2 separate regions of the Mus musculus genome follow, and region 1 is linked to region 2. Evidence: chromatin contacts called from public Hi-C data. All regions are on one chromosome and are shown on one strand. The core of a region is the stretch at or near the end of the contact, and the rest is flanking DNA. Distances in the headings are between cores, read along the strand shown.

The links. A called contact is a pair of places that touch in the nucleus more often than the background predicts.
Region 1: a contact with region 2 is called in a Hi-C map of Th1 cells, with 4 times the contacts expected there. The contact joins the promoter of Mrpl53 here to the enhancer-like site in region 2. A contact is called at or near these places in 4 of 39 promoter capture datasets (the 3T3-L1 cell line, the HPC-7 cell line and hippocampal neurons), 4 of 484 Hi-C or Micro-C datasets (the HL-1 cell line, Th1 cells, cerebellum and 1 more), 3 of 115 datasets of contacts at active chromatin or transcription factors (extraembryonic endoderm stem cells, microglia and pancreatic cancer cells) and 3 of 9 other capture datasets (adipose tissue, liver and macrophages).

What each region holds. Positions count from the first base shown.
Region 1 is chr6:83,103,812-83,110,504 of GRCm38.p6, forward strand. Mrpl53 (mitochondrial ribosomal protein L53) reads left to right here and starts at 5,297. Exons shown (of 3, transcript NM_026744.3): 1 at 5,297-5,392; 2 at 5,503-5,615; 3 at 5,711-6,121. The coding sequence starts at 5,301. The coding sequence ends at 5,862. It overlaps Ccdc142 (coiled-coil domain containing 142), which reads left to right. Exons shown (of 9, transcript NM_001081266.1): 6 at 3,242-3,356; 7 at 3,644-3,821; 8 at 3,944-4,143; 9 at 4,280-5,310. The coding sequence ends at 4,566.
Region 2 is chr6:82,735,617-82,742,027 of GRCm38.p6, forward strand. Hk2 (hexokinase 2) reads right to left here. Exons shown (of 18, transcript NM_013820.3): 8 at 3,903-4,058; 9 at 2,671-2,904; 10 at 914-1,218. Among named protein-coding and RNA genes, the nearest start is that of Gm32480, 24 kb to the left of the region's middle. Within about 2 kb of position 5,160, at least 121 of the 459 cell types and tissues checked have an H3K27ac peak or open chromatin away from gene starts, as enhancers often do. A contact at or near this core is called in the HL-1 cell line, Th1 cells, adipose tissue and 2 more, where this site is marked.

The DNA.
Region 1 (6,693 bases), core at 4,047-6,546, 370 kb after region 2:
TCTGCTAAAGTTTTCTCTGTTGGCTTCTTGTTCTTTACTATGGAAAAAAATTCAAATATGGTCATAATAGTAATCAACTCATGGTCAGTTATGATTCATACTCCCTTGCTACTCCCTAATAGTGTTAGCCAATGACATCATTGTTTAGACTTATTTCATTAGCGACTGCATAATTATGTCTTTTACTTTTCCTAGTAGTGTTTAATTCATTATTCTCTTTAAAAGTGACATTTGTATATATTATTGTATATATATACATATACTATATATATACATACACACACATATACACACACTATATATATAGTATGTGTATGTATACATATACATACATTTGCTTGCCTCTGCTTCTTGAATCTGAGATTAGTGGCATATGCCCTTGCATCTGGCTTGCTTTATAGTTTTACTAAAGTAGCACATGTCTATATTTAAAGGGTGAAATGCAAGCTGGGGCTGTAGCTAAGCAACAAGCACTGCTGATCATGCATCATCGAACTTTTCTTTGATTCCAATCACGAGTGGGAAGGGGAGCAGAAGGAGGCAGCAAGATGATTCGTTAGTTATAGGTGCTTAATGCCAAGTCTGACAACCCCAGACCCATATGGGGTAAAGATAGAACTAATGACGGCAAGTTGTCTCTGCTGCATATGTGAGCATGCCAGCACATACACACACACACACACACACACACACACACTGCATATGTGAGCATGCCAGCACACACACACACACACTGCATATGTGAGCATGCCAGCACACACACACACACACACACACACACGAGAGAGAGAGAGAGAGAGAGAGAGAGAATGAAGTTAAAAGTATTTTTAAGCCCTCTAATGGGGAGATCAGCAGAACAGCTCCACTCCCCTCTGGGTTGGCTGTTTCTTCTCGCCCTTTCTCTGGATTATGTCAGGGCCTCATGTATGCCAGGTAAGATCCGTGACACCAAGCTATGTCCCCCATGATTTTCTTCTAGGTTTATGGACAGAGCTATTACTTCTGTCTTTATCTGTCCCATTTTGCACACCACTGCTTCCTGTTGCAAAATATAAGGTTATGTTTGTGTTCTCCTGGTGTGTTTGCAGGGCTCAAGTTGGCCCTGTCCTCCTGGTGTGTCTGCAGAGCTCAGGTTGGCCCTGTCCTGGTGTGTCTGCAGAGCTCAGGTTGGCCCTGTCCTGGTGTGTCTGCAGAGCTCAGGTTGGCCCTGTCCTCCTGGTGTGTCTGCAGAGCTCAGGTTGGCCCTGTCCTCCTGGTGTGTCTGCAGAGCTCAGGTTGGCCCTCTGCTCCTAGTGTGGATGCAGAGCTCAGGTTGGCCCTGTCCTCCTGGTGTGTCTGCAGAGCTCAGGTTGGCCCTCTGCTCCTGGTATGTCTGCAGAGCTCAGGTTGGCCCTCTGCTCCTGGTGTGTCTGCAGAGCTCAGGTTGGCCCTCTGCTCCTAGTGTGGATGCAGAGCTCAGGTTGGCCCTCTGCTCCTGGTGTGTCTGCAGAGCTCAGGTTGGCCCTGTCCTCCTGGTGTGTCTGCAGAGCTCAGGTTGGCCTTCTGCTCCTAGTGTGGATGCAGAGCTCAGGTTGGCCCTGTCCTCCTGGTGTGTCTGCAGAGCTCAGGTTGGCCCTCTGCTCCTGGTGTGTCTGCAGAGCTCAGGTTGGCCCTCTGCTCCTGGTGTGTCTGCAGAGCTCAGGTTGGCCCCTGCCCCTTTGCTCTGCTTCTCTGCTTACCAAGCATCTTAACTGCTGTGAACTCCCACCTTTGGTCTCCTGAATCTGAGACTTCTAGTCCAGCAACTGTTTGGGATTTCTTCCATTCTTACTGTTTTCTCTTTAACATCATGCCCTAGCGTAGCCTCCTAATGAGAAGAGCTTCACATAGATGGTTATGGAAGCCCAGAGGAGGACCAGTACCTGAGGCTTAACTGCTGGCTGGGCAGCCTCTGAGTAGCAGAAGCAGGCTCCCCAGACAGCCTTCCTGGGGAACAAAAGCTCATATGCTCTCTTTGTGAGTCCAGTCCTCCCTCCCTCCCTCTCCCCTCCTGTTTGTATTCAGGACTGTGTGTGTCAGGAAATGGTGTGGAGCTTGGCAGAGTAGCCAGTTAGCATTACATTGTTGGAGGCAGGGCCAGGGGTGCTAGTGTATACCTTTAATCCCAGTACTGAGGAGGCTGAAACAGGATTTGAGTTTGAGGCCAGCCTGGACTACATGGAAATTTCAAGGCTAGTTTGGGCTAGACAGATGGGAGTGGGGAAATTCTGTGCTGGAGAGAAGGGAGAACAGAGGCACACACATGTCTGATGTGCCAGGGACCCAGTGGTTTCTTCCTCTCCCCCATGCCGCAGAACCTCCCTTTCCTTAGGTTCCGGGGATCATATATCCACGTCTTTTTCCATTTTCTTTTGTTTTTTATTCCCCCATCCTTTTCCTTTCTTGACTCTAATGTAAGAGTCAGCTCAAGCTGGCCTCATGGAACTTGTCATCCTCCTGCTTCAGCATTCCCAGCCCTGGGGTCACAGGCATGTGCCACTATGCTCAGGTCACAGAACTTCTGCCAAATGCCCCATTTTTTTAGATTCTCCAAAAATCTAAAGCCGGGCGTGGTGGCGCACGCCTTTAATCCCAGCACTTGGGAGGCAGAGGCAGGCAGATTTCTGAGTTTGAGGCCAGCCTGGTCTACAAAGTGAGTTCCAGGACAACCAGGGCTATACAGAGAAACCTTGTCTGGAAAAAACAAAAAAACAAACAAACAAAAAAATCTAAACAACACAACCTTGTTATCACCATCTTCTTCCCACCCCATTTTTTAAAAAAAGATTTATATATGCAAGTACACTGTAGCAGTCTTCAGACACATCAGAAGAGGGCATCGGATTTCATTACAGATGGTTATGACCCACCATGTGGTTTCTAGGAATTGAACTCAAGACTCTAGAGGAGCATTCATTCAGTCACTGAGCCATCTCTCCATCCCCTGGCCATTGAGCTTCTAATACTCTGATTCTACTTTCCAAATGCTGGGAGTCTAGCCGCATGCCCAACACGCCTGACTTGTCATGTGCCTTTGATTACTAAGGAAACCTCTAATCCTAGGTACTGTGCATGGTTTAGGTCCAGACCTCCTTAGAAAATGCCCATGCTCCCACAGTGAGGCATCAGGGTTTTACAGATGCCCACACTGAGACCTCAGAGAGAGAAACACCATTCCCAGTCTAATAGACTAGCCCTTCTTACTTTCTTCCTCCCCATACAGCTCCTGCCCAAAGAATCACTGGGTCTGTTTGTCCAAGAATGCCATAAACAAGCCACACAAGGCTTCAAGCTCCACATGCCGAGGGGTCGATACTGGAGACTTCGATTGTGTCCTGGTAATTTTTCTTTCTTCCTGGTGCTGGAAATGAAACACAAGATTTCACACAAGCTAGACGAGCAAGCCTTGCTGAGTGAGCTACAACCCCCAGCCCACTGTCTTGGTAATCTCTCACTTCCACCTTTCTCCTTCGGGTTCCTGGTATAAATGGTCCAAGCCCTCCCCAGTTGTGGCTCCACACCACTGTCAACATCTTTGTCCTTACCCTTTGTGCCCTTCCTTCCCTCTGGAGCCCACTGGACTTCTGCAGTCTCTCCATCTGTCTTTTCTCTTGTCTCACTCCAGAACCTCCCAGTGACCCTAGTGAGTACGCTCGGATAGTGGTCTACTCTGTGTTGGAGCCTGTGTTGCAAGGACTTCAGGGATTGCCACCTGAAGCCCAAGCCCCTGCCCTCGGCCAGGCACTGACAGCCACACTGGGCGCCTGGCTTGACCACATCCTCACCCATGGGATCCGGTTCAGGTATGAAGGAAAGATGCTAGTGGCAGAGGAAGAATGCCAAACAGGGAAAATGGAGACCATTTGGGCAGAGCAGTCTGGGGAGGCAGAAGTGTCTGGTGGCCACATTGTACCTGGACATCTAGCCTGCAGGGGGCGCTGCAGCTCAAGCAAGACTTCGGAGTGGTCAGGGAGGTTCTGGAACAAGAGCAGTGGGGCCTGTCGCAGGAGCTTCGCCAGACTCTGCTCTCACTCAGCATCTTCCAGCAGCTAGATGGGGCCCTGCTGTGTCTCCTGCAGCAACCCCTGCCCAAGAATCCAGTCCACAGAAGACCTCCCCGTTGCTGTGAGTTATCACCACTCCTCAACCCCAGGCTTTTCTAAGCCCTTCCAGGGGTGCTTTCGAACACCCACACCCAATCTCACCATTGCTTTGGCGTCAGCATTCCCCACCAACCTGCCGTCCACTCCTGCCTTCCCAGGTCTCTGTTATGAGGTCCAGACCACTGAACTGCCCACCAGCAGCCTCAACAGCCTGGAAAACTTGGCACCCCCTCTTCGTCTTGGAGTCTCCCCTGCCCAGAACACTCACCTGCTAAGCACCCTGGGGGGAGGAGGACGAGGAGGAGGGGGAGGGGGAGGACCAGGACCTAGTCCTGAGGCTTACCTGGTGGGAAACCAGCAAGCCTGGCTTGCCCTGAGGCTGCACCAACACCCACGTTGGCACCTGCCTTTTTTTTCTTGCCTGAGGACAAGTCCTGAACCCTAAGTTGACTAGGACCAGGGGTTGCAGATCATGCCCCAGACAAGGAACTGTATGCTAGAGAAGCTTAAACCTGGGTGCTTGATAAAACATGTTCATAAACTAGAGTCCAGAATTGAACCCCCAGATCATCCTAGGATCTGCAATCCAGAGTAATAGGCAAACTACAGCCTGAAATCTGGATGTCGGAAACAATGAAGACATCTTGGAGCTAAAACTAGAAGGGGTCTACAGGGCTAGCGCTCAGGAGACAGGCAAACCTTGCTTTCTCTCGAATCCCAGGAGCAAAGCGAAAACTGATTCATGAGGAAACACAGACAAAGCAGACATTTCTACACGTGGAGGGCAGTCTTACCCCTTCCCCGTCTCTGTTTCTAGTCATTAGGCTGTAGGGCCTGGACATTTAAGCCTTGGCTGTTGCTACAGGGGCAGGGCTTGCCTTCTGCTGGGTGGACAGTCCCCGCAGTGACATCCTTTCCAAGGAAGGAGCCAGGATGTGGGGTGGTGCTGACCTAGATCTCGCAGGCAGGACCCCGAGGGAGAGGGCTGAAGGACGTTTTCCTGCGAAGGGGATTTTGCACATTCACTGCTTATGCTGTGTGGCACAGAACACTGCTAATGGCTGAAGTATTCGCGGGTGGCCCCGGAGGTCAGCCGCGCGAAGTACCGCGGAGCCGCCGGAAGCGGTCCGTTCCAATAAACCGATCCCCAGTGCTACTCCTTCCGGGGTGGAGGTAACCATGGCGGCGGCTTTGGCTCGGCTCGGACTACGGCCGGTCAAGCTGGTTCGAGTTCAGTTCTGCCCGTTTGAGAAGAACGTGGAGTCCACGAGGTACGGGTTCTGGGGAGGTGGGAGGCGTCCGTGTTCCCCACGCGTGCGCGCGCACCCTCGTCCCGGCTCCCTGGTCCCCCGGACGCGCTCACGCTGCCCTCCGGCCGCAGGACCTTCCTCCAGACGGTGAGCAGCGAGAAAGTCCGCGCCACCAACCTCAACTGCTCTGTGATCGCCGACGTGAGGCACGACGGCTCTGAGCCCTGCGTGGACGTGTTGTTCGGTAAACCTGGTAGGGACGCGGGTGGGCGAGGGCAGATCGCCGCCATAGCCCTGCATAGTCAGGGTCCCTAACTCATCGGTTTGCATCTCCCCCAGGAGATGGGTATCGGCTGATTATGCGCGGTGCCCACCTCACCACTCAGGAAATGTTAAGTGCCTTGGCCTCCCACATCCGGGACAGGAACGCCGCGGCAGCATCTGCACCGGGCGCAGACAAGGTCGCCCCGGGTACGAGTACCCGCCGCTGATATGGCAGAAGAGTCCAACAACCAAATGTTAGCTTGAATCTAAAGACAGTGAGTGGTCTGAGAAGACCTGGGCTTTAATCACTCAAAATGCTGCATGGAGCTCATGATACGGAGCAAGAACACTAACAACAGGGCTTCTGGGGCAAGATAAGTAAGTTTGGGTGGTGAAGGGCCCCGACAAATTGGAATTTTTCTTTCTCAGTGTTTAACTTTATTTGGATCTGTCAACCAAGTACATTTTAATTAAATATTTATTGCCAAATGAATGCTATTTTTCTCAGGTTGTTTACTTGGATTTTGAGAGAGGGTCTTACCATGAGCTAACCTGAAACTTAGTAAGAAGACCAAGGTGGCCTAGAAATGTGAAAGCATTTTTCTGCTTCAGGCTCCTCAGTGCTGGGATTCTAGACAGCCACCACCCTCAGCCTACAGTACTCATCTTCCTTAGTAGTGTTGTCTACTCTTCATTCACTCTCATGGAACCACCCATTCTGTCATAATTTCAACTACTCAGGATTTAAACCCTACCTTTTTATTTGGTTCTAACCCCATCTTCTATGATTAGCTACTGCCAATTTCCCCCATATGCCACCAACATTCTTTCCTTCAAGTGGAACGGTCACTTGGCTCTTCTGACTTCCTGCTCAGCCTTCTAGGCTAGAAATGTAGTGTTTCCTCTCCTATCCCTTCCCTTTCTCCGTAGATCCAACCAGTCTGTCTGCACTGAGGGGAAAGAGAGGAGCCAGCCCCGTCTATTGGCACACACTATCCAGGCTACTCAGGAGGCCAGCCTGGTCTACTTATCGAGACCCTTCCATTCTCACTCATTTC
Region 2 (6,411 bases), core at 3,910-6,409:
ACTTAAAACTCTCTAAATGTCACATCTGAGCCAAGACAAATGCCACCTAGGGTACAATTCTGGAAGAGAAGCAGAAGTAGAGGGACTCTTCAAAGAAAACTGAAGTCAGGGAAAGTGGAATGCCTGCAGTCCCAGAACCTGGGATGTGGAACTTGGGAAGAGGATCAGGAGTTCAAGGCCAGCTTTAGCCACACTGTGAGTTTAAACCCAACCTGGGCTATATATAAGACCCTGAGGCAACCGAACACGTTCCTTTTCCCTCTTAAAGGTGATCTTTGAGGGGTGCTTGAATGGAGCTAGGCCCCATATTAACAGGCTACCTAACCCTAGCTTCTGCCTCGAGAGCCGGTGCCAACCATGAACCATCACGGACCAGAAATTTTTTATATGGAGCCAAACAGGAAATACATGTAGACCCAACTAATGTAGTATTTGAGAGCTGCCTCTGGAATGCAGATTCCTAGGTCTGAATGTCAGCTGACACTGGTTGTATGAACTTGAGCGAGGCTCTCTTGGTTTCAGTTCTCAGCCAAAGAGCAAATTTTTAATAGACAAAAAAATTGGTTGGTCTGAATGTCTGCACACACGAACAATCCTAGCATAGGTTGATTCAAGGTGGTCCTGTACAGCATCCTGGACTACATTTGAGGCCAGCCTGAGCTACATTAGACCCATTTCATAAAGCAAAACTAATGGGGCTGAAGAGAAACTTTAGCAGTTTAGAGCTCACACTGTTCTTGCAGAGGTTCCAAGTTAAGCTCCTAATAAGCACATCAGGGGTTTCCCAACTCCCCCTAACTTCAGCTCCAGGGGGACTGGATATCTTTTGGCTCACGACACACAGCACACACACACACACACACACACACACACACACACACACACACACACACGGGGCGTCGATGCCACGTACCTGTACCGTCTGGAGTGGCACACACATAAGTGGGCAACATCTTCACAGGGGCGGCCTCATGCGTCTCCTTGCTCAGACCCTGCTCCATTTCCACCTTCATCCTTCTCTTAACCTCCAGCAGCTGTTCATGGCTCAGCTTCAGAGACTCCAGGGTCTTCTGGCGGGCCCGGTGTTGGTCAGCCAGACGGTAAGCCACCGCCGTCACCATAGCCGCCCCCTTGCCGCTGCCATCCTCAGAGCGGAGGAAGCGGACATCACAATCGGGCACCAGCCTCCTCACTGCCTTATGGAGACGCTTGGCAAAACTGTGACACACAGAGAAAGAGACGGGTGTCCATGGTTACAGTCTGTGGTACAAATGGCCGCAGAGCTGACCATGGCCCCTGCAGAAGCAAGTGGTGTCTGTATCTCCTCTCTCCATCCCTCCCCCACCCCCATCTTAGGGTGACTAATATAAAGGCCCAGCTATTCAATCATGGCTGCCCTAGCTGGCTTCCCCCGTGAACGCAGTCACACAGACCCACTCTTTCTCATGGAACAAGCCTCAGCTCCTCTGCTTAGCAGATGGAGCCAGCCCCTGCCAGGGCAGACGACGGGAATCAAATGTTTCTGATGCCCCTGGAGATCCAGGCTCACTTCATCTGATGGCCCCCAGGAAAACACTCAACAATGACAACAAAAGCCTACGAGTATCTTTCTCTGGACTCTGGCCTTTCTCTTTCCAGTTCCTGCCAATGGCCTCAGAAGCATCTGAACAACTGGAGACAGTGAGAATGTTTAATTAGGGAGAAGCTCTTGGGTGGCGGCCCCCTGCAGCTTCCACGGAGCGCAGACTGCTGCGGACAGCACAGCCCAGCCCAGCAATTCCAAGGCTCCTCTCCCAGACCACCCACACCCACACAGATAGCAAGCAGCCTCGCGGCAGGCCAGTCACTGTAAAAGTCAGCCTCACCCAGTCACTGAGCCAGAACCGGCCTCTTAACCACATTCCCAGGTTATCCATGTTCCTACAGCCCTGGGCTAGAATGCTGAAGATGGATCTCAGAGCCAGATGGCAGCCACCAGCTCAGTTAAAGGTGCCCTGACCTGGCACTCACACTGAGAAAATGACAGAAAAATACGGGAACACAAAAGACCTCTTCTGGATCTCAGGTGAGATATGAACAGTTTGGAATAGACGAACAAAGGGACATGACAGGGCGGGAACAATCCGACACTAAAATCAGGAGAGGCTGGCGTCTTCAAGGTTGGATGGCCACTAACAGAGGGCATGGTACCCACATGAACCAGTCAGAGTAATGGAAGAACAAGGAATGAATCAGTAACTCATAAAAAGAGGGAGGTGGCCCGGGATGATGTTGGGTTGTGAGGACGTGCTTGCCTGCCATGCACAGAGCATTCAATGGCAAACTCTGCAGAAAGGTGGTACACACCTGTGATCCTAGAACTTGGGAGGCGGGGACAGACAAGAGGATCAGAATTTAAGTTCGCCATGGGCACAGATTGAGTCTAAGGCCAGCCTGGGAGGGACTAGAGGACAAGCCTGTCTCAAAACAGAGCGGAAGAGGAGGCAGCAAGCCAAGGACTCAGCAACCAGGAGCTCTAAACAGAGGGCAAGCCATCAGCTGCCTTCAGAAAGCAATCCCACTCATACCAAGTGACTGGAGAACACTTATGCTGTCTGGAAAGCAATACAGAGCTGCCTCATGGAGTCTCCAGGGGACCCTTCTGTTCCCAGCCCCGGCTTGCTCACTCACTGGGGATGTTTCTTGTAGACAGAGCCATCCACGCCGATGGTGGAGCGGAGTCGCTCCTCGCCCTTGTTCTCTTTGATCCGCCACAGCACCGCGGCCAGGGTGGCTGCACACAGGCTGGCTGAGCGCGTGGACACAATCTGGCAGATTCGGTGCGTGGCCACACAGTCCTCCTGCAGCGGGCTCAGACCCAGGCGCACCAGGATCTGGTAGGCCTTCTGAATTCCGTCCTTATCGCTGGGAAACAGATAGGGTGTGAGCAGTGTTGAATTCACTGTGGCCAGCAGTTCAAGGCTCCTCTCCCAGACCACCCACACCCGAGTATACACACACACACACACACACACACACAGAGGGAGGTCTGCTTTCTGTCGGCACTCTTTTATTTTCCACAAGGAAAACCTCGAAGTTCCTTTGTGTGTATCTTATAAAGACAAGACCCTGGTTTCGCCGCTGCAAATGGGGAGCAAGCGAGCATGTGGGTTCCTGCTCTCTGTTCCCCTCAAAGTATATGAATGGCAACCTTTGAGTACTTGAAGCCAGTGTGGACCCTACCTGTTGGCTCTCTGCAACGGCAAAAGCCAGTCTATGTCTGAAGACACGGGAAAAGGCTGGAGGTAGGGCCTGAGCCTCTCCTTGAGGAGCCCCATGCCTCTATATCACGCGCCTTCATCTCCCTTTGGGCTTAACAAAGGGCAGGCAGAACTGCTCCGAGGGTCCTCGTTAGCAAAGTTCTTTGAACTATTTCATTGCCCTTCTTTGCCACTAAAACTACTTCCTCGCTCCATCACGTCCCTGAAACTATAAGACCCCCTTCAATCAAGTAGAAATCTCAAGCGAGAACAGCAGATCTAAATCTTTGGAACATTGTTTAGTGAAAGCCTTTGCTCCCATTCCCGAGCTCACTGGGAAAAGCAAACCCTTGGCAAACACAAGAGCCCGAGTTCAATCCCCACAATTTATGTCTAAAAGAGGAGGTGGAGGCCGGTGGGCCCTTGGAGGCTCAGTAGTCAGTTAGCCTAGCTTACTTAGTAAATTCCAGGCCAGTGAGAAGTCTGTCTTAAAGGTAGACACTTTGCAGAACACATACCCAAGGCTTAACACACACACACACACACACACACACACACACACACACACACACACCTCCAAGCCATGCCTCTTATTTCCCTCCCAGTTCCTGCCCTACTCATGGAGACTTGGTAAGCAGAGAGGCAGTGGGCCCAGACACTTACTCTTCAATATCCGAGACATCTTTGGTCTCGAAGGAGCCAGTGGTAAGGAGCTCTGGGCTGAGTTTCCCTTGGAACAGCAGCTCGGCCTTGGCCATCTTCACCAGGATGAGTCTGACCAGCTCCCCCATGTACATCCCGCTGATCATCTTCTCAAACCTGCAGAGACAGACCAGTGACGTCCCACCATCAACAGATGTACACCCTCTCTCCTCCAGAGGAGGGCAAACACGCATAGCGAGACTCTGTCTCAAGAAAAAATGTATCAAAGCAACAACAACAAGGCTTACAGAGGTTCCCAATAGGAAACAAGGTGGCTATAAGTAGATCAAGGTACAGATCTTCCCACTCATCCACTGACACTGCCTTCCCCAATTGTGAATTCAAGAAAATGGGTGACAATAACCTGGCAGAGGCTAGGAGGTGGTCAGGCACGTCTTTAATCAGCATTTGGGAGGCAGAGGCAGTTCAAGGCTAGCCTGGTCTTTAAAAAAAAAAAAAAAAGCCAGTAAGTAACCTGGACAGAGATTGGGGTAAAGTTCCAGGGCAGGCTAAAAGAGGGCTCAAAAATCTTGTGGTGAGCCGGGCGGTGGTGGTGCATGCCTTTAGTGCCAGCACTTGGGAGGCAGAGGCAGGTGGATTTCTGAGTTCGAGGCCAGCCTGGTCTACAGAGTGAGTTCCAGGACAGTCAGGGCTACACAGAGAAACCCTGTCTCAAAAAACAAAACAAAAAACAAAAAGAATCTAGTGGTGAACGGGTTGAAAGCCAAAGGAAGAAATCAGGGCCAGCACTTAAGGAAGTCCAGTAGTTTAATTTTCCACCACTAGGTGGCACTCTTCTTTAGCGATTGCTCTTTTTGCCTGGGCCCACGTGACAGAAGAAACCAAGCCCTTCGGAATATCTTCTGGGTAAAGAAAACCCCTTGATGTCTCATAAAGGATCAGAGTCTAACAGACAGGAAGCATAATGGGCTGTGTACTAACTAGGATGGGCCACACCACCCAGGAGGCCCAGCAGGGGTGTGGCACAGAACACCTAACAGAAACTGAAAACCGGGCCCTCAATCAGCAAGATGGGACTTGCTCATAGTAAAGGAGCACTGGCAACGTGGTTCCAGACACCAGCTATGCCAACATTTAGGAGGTTGAGGCAAGAGGATCAAGTTTCAGGCTAGCCTAGGCTACACGGTGAGACCCTATCTCAAACATTAGAGAAATGGTTCTACGGTTCAGAGTGAGGACCACTCTGGCAGAACAAAATTTGATTCCCAGCACTCAGGACTATGTGTAATTCTAGTTTCAGGGGCCCTCTTCTGGCCTCCCCAACATGCATACAGCGCACTTAAAGACATGCAAAAAAGTCACTGATGCTCATAACGTGAATAGATAAATGGGAGACAGGGGACGCATGCCTTTAATCCCAGCACTAAGGAGGCAAAGGCAGGCAGATCTCTGGGAATTGAGGCCAGCCTGGTCTACAAATTGAGTTCCAGCACAGCCAGGGCTACACAGAGAAACCCTGTCTCAGAAGGAAAAAAAAAAAAAGTCAAGGTCATCTCAGAAAGTGAGTCCAAAATCAGCTAGGGTCACAGGAGAAGCTGTCTCAAAAAGCAAAAACCCAAAGTTCCAACACAGCAACTATTTCTGATAAGTAGCAACCCGGCTTCAGGCTTCAGCACTGCAGAATTCCAACGTCTACATGACGCTGTCCTTCGTCAGTGGCTCTTTACAACAATGACTGCCCAGCAGGACTTCAGGGTCACCCCAGTGGATAGTTTGGAAGACTCCCTTCCAATCACTGTCAGTCATCTATGGCTAAGCCAGTGCGGTTGCTCATTTTATCTTTGGACTCTCCCAAGGACACGTGGCTCCTCACAGGGACTTGGGTTCATCCCACTGAGGGAAGAGGCACTGAGTGAATGGCTTCCCAGCTAATCTCTCAGCACCCACAGCAGACACAACCACAGGATCCTAAAGGAAGTGAAAGAGCAGAGACTCACATCTCAACACGGAGGGGAGAAGCCTGTGACTTAAGGGAAGGCTCCCCATCTCCTTTTCCAAATAGAGATCAGAACTAAGTTTTTCTAAAACACTCACGGCACCACGAGAACCACAGAGATAAATGGTTCATTGCTCAAAATGGTTTTGCAACTGCTGTTTAGCCCTTGCAGCAGCTGCCAATCCTGTTTCAAGATCTTCCACAGAGAAGTTTTGCAAATTCGAGAAAATAAGGTTGTGTAAGAGTCGAAAGGAGGGCCAGTGAGATGGCTCAGCAGGGGCTGCTCTTGAAAAGAACCCAGATCCAATCAATACCCAGCACACACATGGTGGTTCACAACCATGTGTGACTCCAGTTCCAGGGGAGCCAATGCCCTCTTCAAAATCTCCAGTCACCAAGTACACATGAAGAAGAAAAGAAATACAAAGCCTTAAAAAAAAGAGCCAAAAGTAACAAAAAATAAGACTGGTGCATATAAGATTCAGGGTACAAAATGCTAAGCTTTTGCCTCCA